Regions from separate parts of the Ovis aries genome. Here region 1 is linked to region 2. The links are chromatin contacts, called in public Hi-C maps. All regions are on one chromosome and are shown on one strand. Each heading gives the region's core, a stretch centred on a gene start, on an enhancer-like site or on the middle of the called end of the contact. The rest is flanking DNA. Distances are from core to core; before and after follow the strand shown.

Region 1 (3,658 bases), core at 913-3,412, 220 kb after region 2:
GAATCCTATTAACACTTAGAAATTGTGCTCCACTTCAAGTTCACAGATGTGGTTCAAGTCTCACGGGTATACTACCACTTTACTTTCCCACAATTTATTGAAAAATTCAGAGAGCAATGAACAGGGAATTTACCTGCAAAACATGAGCAGGAAGCAAAGTATAACCAGAAACCCCGACTTTGGCAACACACAGGCTGGGTCTCTGCTTCCAGACCTGCCATATACCATATATACTAGCTGCACTGCTTAACTTTTCCAAGCCTCAGCCTAATGATCAGTGTTTAAAGGAAAAAAAAGTCAATACTTTATAGTTTTATCTGAAAATTAGAAAAATACTAGGTTGGCCAAAAAGTTCATTCAGGGTTTTCCATATGATGTAACGGGAAAACCCGAACAAATTTCTTTGGACAACACTACACAAGTAAATTCAAGCCCAGAATTCAAACTGTAACTGTTATCACTGTATGTTCCCAGGGTAATGTGCTATAGACAACAAAACCCACAGGTAAGCACTTCCAACAGTTCTTTTACAGGACTCCCCGCAACCACAATCCTTGATTTATACATAAGCATTCGAGATTTTACCTTCACATTTGGTTTTCTTCATACACAAAGTTTTTAATATCTCTTATAAGACGGTGCTTGTTCAGTCAATAAGACAATGTACAATCCTAAGCATCTCAAGAGTAATTTCTACCCAGTGTTCACTGTGTATAAGTTGCACATAGCTGATGAAAGAGTTTCTAAATGAATAAGTTGCTATTTTCACATGTCATTTCAAAAACAGTTTTACATATGTAAAATATTCATAAGACCAACACTTAACAAGAAGTGACAAAATTAAAATAAGGGCTATTTGTAGAAGGCTCAAGAATACCAGGAAATGTGATAAGAAAAGACAAGGAGAAAATTAAACTCACTGGAAGTGCAGAAAGTTCAGACGGCAGAAAATCACTAACTGGTCTGGGAATTAAGTTAGGACTTCGTAATTCTTGCCACATACATCTCAGTCTGGGCATCTGATGGAGATTTTAAATATCTAAGTATTTAGAACTAGTCTACTTCTGAAATGTGTGATTAAGTACTTGATTTGTATTCGCTGAATACTTTCTGAGTGTGCTGTACGTCAAGGACTCCTCTAGGTGTTGGACTTACAGTAGGGAAGAAAACACGCAGGAAGCACTTGCTCTCAAAAGAGAGTATCTTCCAGTGAAGAGAGGAAGGAAGAAGAACAGCAGCAAATTCATAAATAAGAAATGGTGCCTGCCAGGGTACCAAGTAACCGGGCAGGGTTTTGGCAGGTGTATATGTAAGCTGGCGTGGTCACATCAGGCCCCTCAGAGAAGGGGCACGTGAAGTGACGCCTGAATGTGAGAACGAATCATGCAGACATACGGAATACTGGGCACCTACAAGCCACTATTCACCATGAACATCTCTATCAACACGGAGTCTCCATTTACGTCCTCTGATTAACTTTTCATGTCATGGAAACCTTTAGCCACTGAGAACTTATTTTTCCCAAACTCCTGACACTAATGTCTACTTAAAGGTTTAAAAATGAGCAAAAATAAAAAATATAGAGTATTGAATTTTAAATATATGATTTTCTTCTCCTGAAAAATTTGTCTGTGTATAAAATGCAAAATACATAGCTCACCACAGGGCTTAATGTCATGAGCGTTCAAGTCCTCAGTTTCCTCCCTTACTGGATGCGAGACTCTGGGCGAACCACAGCCTTGCTAAGCCTCAGTTTCCACAAAGAATGAATCGTGTTTTGGGTTAGTGTAAGGGTATGCGAGGGTATGTTAAGAATGTAGCACGGAAACATTGTAAATACTTGGTCAGCGTTAGCTATTACTTCAAATATCACTATAGGTATTCTGAGATCTTCACTTTAAAATAAAAAATGTATGAAAAATAAGTAATTCTGAAGTAAAGTCCATCTCCAGATTAAAGATTACAGACTGACCAATGATTTTAGAAGAAGAGCTTCCACACTATGCTCACCAAAAAAAAGGTGACAGAAAAAAAGAACAGATTTCAAAATTTACAAAGTAGAATTAAATGTCCAAAAATCTGTAGTCCAGACGTGATCTGAATGTGAACAACAGGATCCCCAACTGGAGTCACGGGTACATGAGACTGTTTCCCTTCTGAAGCAACTCAGTTTGAACTACAATAGAGAGAACAGAGCAGATGTTGCAGGCTGGTGACTCAGCATCTGTAGTCCCAACACCCTCTGTGCCTGCCTTTATCTACGACACCGAAAAACCACAATGTATACAAACATCTCAATGCCCATGCAACTCAGGAGAGCTTTAGACACCTGGCCCAAGAAACCTTTGTCTTCTAAGTAAACAGAGTGACAGATAACACCCCCTGCCCTTCCCACTTCATGCTTGGACAAGGGCCACGGGCCCAAAAGTGCAGCAGCCATTCTATAATCATGAGTAATTCTGCCAGAGTACTAGGGTTCCGCAAGCAGAATGAAGAGAGCCTGGTTCCTAGATGTCCATCATTTAACCAGTACACCAGCGTTAGAGGGACCATCTCCAGATTTCTTGTAAGAGAAAAAAATTTGTTTTAGGGACAACCATATTTTAGTTCAGCCACTGTAGTCAGCCCCTCTGTTCTTTACAATCACTCTGCCATCTAAATTAACACAAATGTGAAGAGACAGGATATTTCACATGAGATGAAAAAGCACAAACACCCTAGACACAGCTATTTCAATATTATGGTATATGATGCTAACGTTTAAAGAGAAGAAATAGTTTCCACCTTTAAAAGGAAGAGAGAGTTTCCACCTTTATTCAACAGCTTTTCTTACATTTCCACTGAAGATTCATGCTATTAATTTACTTCTCCGGAAGCTCTACAGACATGAACGGGTATCCCTTCCAGACAACACGGCCACCATGCAACAATGGAATATGTAGCCCTTTCAAAACTGTACAGTGCAAATGAAATTTGTCCTAAGAACGAGAAAAGTAAATAGCAGCTGGTTTCATGTAAACAAAACACGAGAAAATATGCACTGAGGGGCTAAAGTAATCTTTCTACATTAAGATAATTTTACAAAATTGTTCTTTCTAAAACTTTGTTTATTTAAGAGATGATGAAAAACTGTAGGCTGAAATCCGTATTTGAGGAGTAACAAGTTTACTCTCTGGATTAAAGAATGAAGTACTGTTCATTCCTCATAGACCATCTCTACGGTAAAGTTACACTAAAGTAAATGTAATTAGGTGACTCATTTTATAAACCGCTTGTGATTAAAGGCAGTATTTCATTTTCATTTGTTTAATATTCCCATTAATAAGAATGTCTCATTACACATTTACTGAAAGCCTCAACAATAAAACAATGGACAGATTCCAAGAGCAAACGGACTTTTTTTTTCTTTTCCCATGAAGCTAACATTATGGAATTTTAACAGATGTTCTATTTGGTCATAGTTAATAAAATGAATTATGTAGGATTAAAACAAGGTTCAATATGTTTGCATTGGATTTTAACTGAAAAACAATTTCACATTAAAAGTTCAGGGGAAAAAAAAGTTTGGAAAGATTTACAATCACTTTTTCCCCTTTAAAGTGAATTATTAAAGATGTAGGGGAATGGGGGGAACTAATTACTCTTCTAATGAAACCAG
Region 2 (3,664 bases), core at 1,140-3,639:
GAGCTCTCCAAGCCCACACTCTCCCTTCAGTCCCAAGCAGGTTGCTAGTATATGGGCAAACTTCCATACATGGTATGGGGAGCAGACATGACTTCATGCTCTGCTGTAGACAAGGGGAACTGCCAAGGCTCAGGCGCCCGGTGCCTGCAAGTGTTCCTGGGTTTTGGAATCCTTCTCTCTGGCTGCGTGGTAACCAGACCACAGGGGCTGCTTTAGACTTGTGAGCACATCCTTACCTTGCCAGTTCTCAGGTCCAACCTCCCTACCCTCCAAGAAAGCATCTCACAGGTGCACCCACAAGCATCTGGAAAAACATTTGACAATAAATGTCCTTTTTATAATACCAATTGTGGCACAAACCTGAAAGGTAATTTTAGGTCAGCCTCTCGAGGGGTTCAGTGAGTTCAGTCTGTTTCTGGGGCATGTGTTGTTTCACTGGAGGTGGGGCAGGGCAGGTCTGATAGCTTTGTTTAAGGAAGTACTCCATGGGTATTCTGCATTAAATTACTATTTTGTGTTCTTTGGTTATGAAAAGTTTCAGAAACCTTGCCGTAGAGGACTACACCAATTCGGGGCCCTTTAAATTCCATCTTTCTGCTTATTAATATCATTTTACTGAAAGGCATTGTAACAAAGAGGTATATTTCTTCTTGTCCAAATGGATGGTGTATGTTTAGTTTGGGTCACAAATGAAACATAAAAGCTGGTTAAGGTCTTGGTAGAATAGATCAGGTACAGCCTTTTTCTGATAGTGTTCCTTGGGAATCATATTTGGATTAATTTACACACATATTTGTGCTTTGCTTTGGGCATTACTATTGAGATCTTGCAGAGAGAGAGAGAAGGAGAAAGAGAGAAACGGAGGAGGGAATGGAGGAAGGAAGGAAAACAGGAGGCACCAGTAGCTGATAGCATAGTGAATCAGTAGAAGCTGGAGGAGGATAAGGAGGGGAAGGAGGGAACAAAAAGAAAGGAAACCAGCAACCACGTGACTACCAAGCCCAAACCCAGTTTTGGTTAAAGAAAAGAAGTTTTCTTGACTGAGGAAAATTTAACATCTCAATTAAAGCAGCCCCATAGAATGTATCAAAAATGAAGCAATACTTAAATTTTTTTTTTCTTTCTGAGGAACATCTTCCTTTCTTTTTGGTAACACAGAAGTCAGATTTAAGTTGCTGGAGCAAATGTTTTTCAACAGACACGACTCACTTAATTTTCCTGACAATGTGTGCAGTTATGTTAGAAACCTGCGTGCTCTTGGGAAGGGACATGAGACACCAGCAAACCACAACGCCGATAGGAGCAGCTATATCTTAATGTGCTAATCTTGTAACTTTTTTACTCTGTGTGAGTGTGTGTGTGTGTGTGTGTGCGCGCGCGCCCCCCTGAGCGAAGTGCGCGCCTTACTCTTTGCGCTGTCGTTAACACTTGGCTACTGCTGTCGGACCAGTAGGAGCCAAAGTTAGTAACTTGGTAAGAATTATTATTTCTCTTTTTATTCTGTCTCTTAGGAGTTCTTGATGTATAACTTCTTGAAAACTGGTTTTAAAAGGATGTGATTTAAACAAACAAAGCAACCCCTTTATATCGAAGGCTGGAGTGTTTCCAGGATAACCCTTCAGCTCACAAGGGCAGAGGTGGGGATGGGGGTGACACTGCGTACACCTTTCCGATTCGGTTTCTGCCCGCATTACACTTTCATTTTAGTAATCAAGGACATATTGCTACATTTAAGGAGTCAGGAACAAGTCAGGAGCCAAAAAGAGCTCCCGGTTGTGAGAGAGGAAGGCGGTCACCCCTAACAAAATAACTAAAGATGCCCCCAGCAGTAGATTAGTGAAGTTTTAAATCTGCATACATCTGGAAAATGGGTGTAAACTTTAAGTCGCCGGCCCTGTGTGCAGACTGGAAGGAGGGAAGAAACTTTGAGGCCAGAACGCTCCAAAGTGGGGGCAGTGCCTTCTTTACCGAAGTTTTCTCCTCCCGTACACCCAGAGGGCATACTTTTATTCCACCTCTCTCCATTGTGCATCCCCCTCCTCCATCAGTCAGTAAGTCCCCTTTAAGAGCCAGAGGCCGACTCTCCCTTTCTCCTCCCAGTCCCCCGCCCTTCACACCTTGGGTGGGAAAAGAGACTGGGGTGGGGTGGCCGGAGAGGCGGGAGGGGCGGGATCATGGTGAACGCTCCAATGGGCGTACAAACTGGCCCGCCGTGGACCCCGGCAGCCAATGAACAGCAGCCGGGGGCGGGGCGGGGCGCTGTTGCAAAGCATCCAACGTGGGCCGGCAGGAGGCCGCGGGCGGCCGAGCCCAGGGGGTGTGTGAGGGCGAGCGGCCGGGGGCGGGGCTTCGGGACCGGCCCGGGCTGGGCCGCTGGGAAGCGAGCGGCGAGAGGCTGATTGTTCGGCCGCGAGGTCTGCGGGGTTCTAGCTAAGCGGAGCGGCGTGCGGAGCCCGGGACCGCGCGGGCGCGCTCTGCCTGAGGCGCTGGGACAGCTAGGCGCACCGGGCCCTTGGAGCACTGCGGGGGTGGCCGCGTCGTCCAGCCCGGAGTCTGCATCTGGACGCTTGGAGCCGCGAGGAATATGCCTACGGGCGCAGAGCTTCTGCTGTGAACCCGAGCTCCTTGCTCGCAGCGGCGGCGGCACTTGGTGTGCGCGGGGACTCCGAAGCCCGGCCAGGAGCGTGGCGGGGGAACGAGGAGCGTCAGCCAAGCACCTTTTGCTGGGCTCCGTGGGGTTCTCAGCGAGCACGGACGGGTCGGCCCGGATGGGCGCGGGGTTCGCGGCCCCCTCCGGGCTCTGCAGAGTAGCCCAGGCACCGGGGGCCCCCTGAGCGCCAGAGTCTCTACCGCAAAGAGAACTTATGCTGGTAGCCATGCCCCGGCACTGAGCCTAGTGCGGAGCGGAGCTCCTGCAGGCCCGCCCGTGCCGGCGGTCGCCCCGGACTTTGCAGCCCCAGCACTGGGAGTTCGCTGCGCGCTCCAGACAAGATGGCGCGGCCGGTCCGCGGAGCGCTCGGGGCCCCGCGCCGCTCGCCTTGTCTTCTCCTCTGGCTGCTGCTGCTGCTTCAGCTGGAGCCCGCATCGGCCACAGCCGGCCCGCGGGCGCCCTGCGCCGCCGCCTGCGCTTGCGCTGGGGACTCTCTGGACTGCGGCGGGCGCGGGTTGGCGGCGCTGCCAGGGGACCTGCCCGCCTGGACGCGGAGTCTGTAAGTGCCGCCCTTTACGCCCTCCTCGCGCCCCGGGGGGCTGTCACTTGCGAACGGGACAGCTAGGGTGCTTCTTCGAAAAGGGGCTACACATTGAGTTGCGTGTGTGTCAGCTTTGAATGAGCTGCAAAACTGTTAGTGTGGGATTGTAGTGGTGACATGGTCCTTGGGGATCTGGAGGAGACTGCGTGCGAAGAAGTCTGGATGGGAAAAGTGTGAGTCTCGTGAGTGTGTGGAGGTGCACGAGCGTGAGTCTTTGGGGTCTTAAGGCGGGAAGTGTACCTCGTGGGGGGAAGGATGAGATCGAACGTGGGTCTTTGGGGTCTTAAGGTGAGCGAATGTGGGTCTTGAGGTTCTGGAGAAGAAAAAGTGTCGTAGGGGTCTGGAGGTGAGTGAGCGTGGCTCGTGAGGGCCATTTGGGAGTTGCTGTGTGGGTGGGAGTGTGGCGGTAAGAG

What was found. Hi-C and Micro-C count contacts between places; a contact is called where the count stands out from the background.
Region 1: a Hi-C map of hypothalamus shows a contact between it and region 2, with 2.8 times the contacts expected there. The contact joins the enhancer-like site here to the promoter of LRIG1 in region 2. A contact is called at or near these places in 4 of 16 Hi-C or Micro-C datasets (hypothalamus, skin fibroblasts and tail adipose tissue).

The regions. Positions count from the first base shown.
Region 1 is chr19:35,295,434-35,299,091 of ARS-UI_Ramb_v3.0, forward strand. All of the region lies in intron 5 of SLC25A26 (solute carrier family 25 member 26), which reads right to left. Among named protein-coding and RNA genes, the nearest start is that of SLC25A26, 38 kb to the right of the region's middle. Within about 2 kb of position 2,163, at least 7 of the 54 cell types and tissues checked have an H3K27ac peak or open chromatin away from gene starts, as enhancers often do. A contact at or near this core is called in hypothalamus, where this site is marked.
Region 2 is chr19:35,075,900-35,079,563 of ARS-UI_Ramb_v3.0, forward strand. It overlaps LRIG1 (leucine rich repeats and immunoglobulin like domains 1), which reads left to right and starts at 2,390. Exons shown (of 19, transcript XM_042235984.1): 1 at 2,390-3,209. The coding sequence starts at 2,992.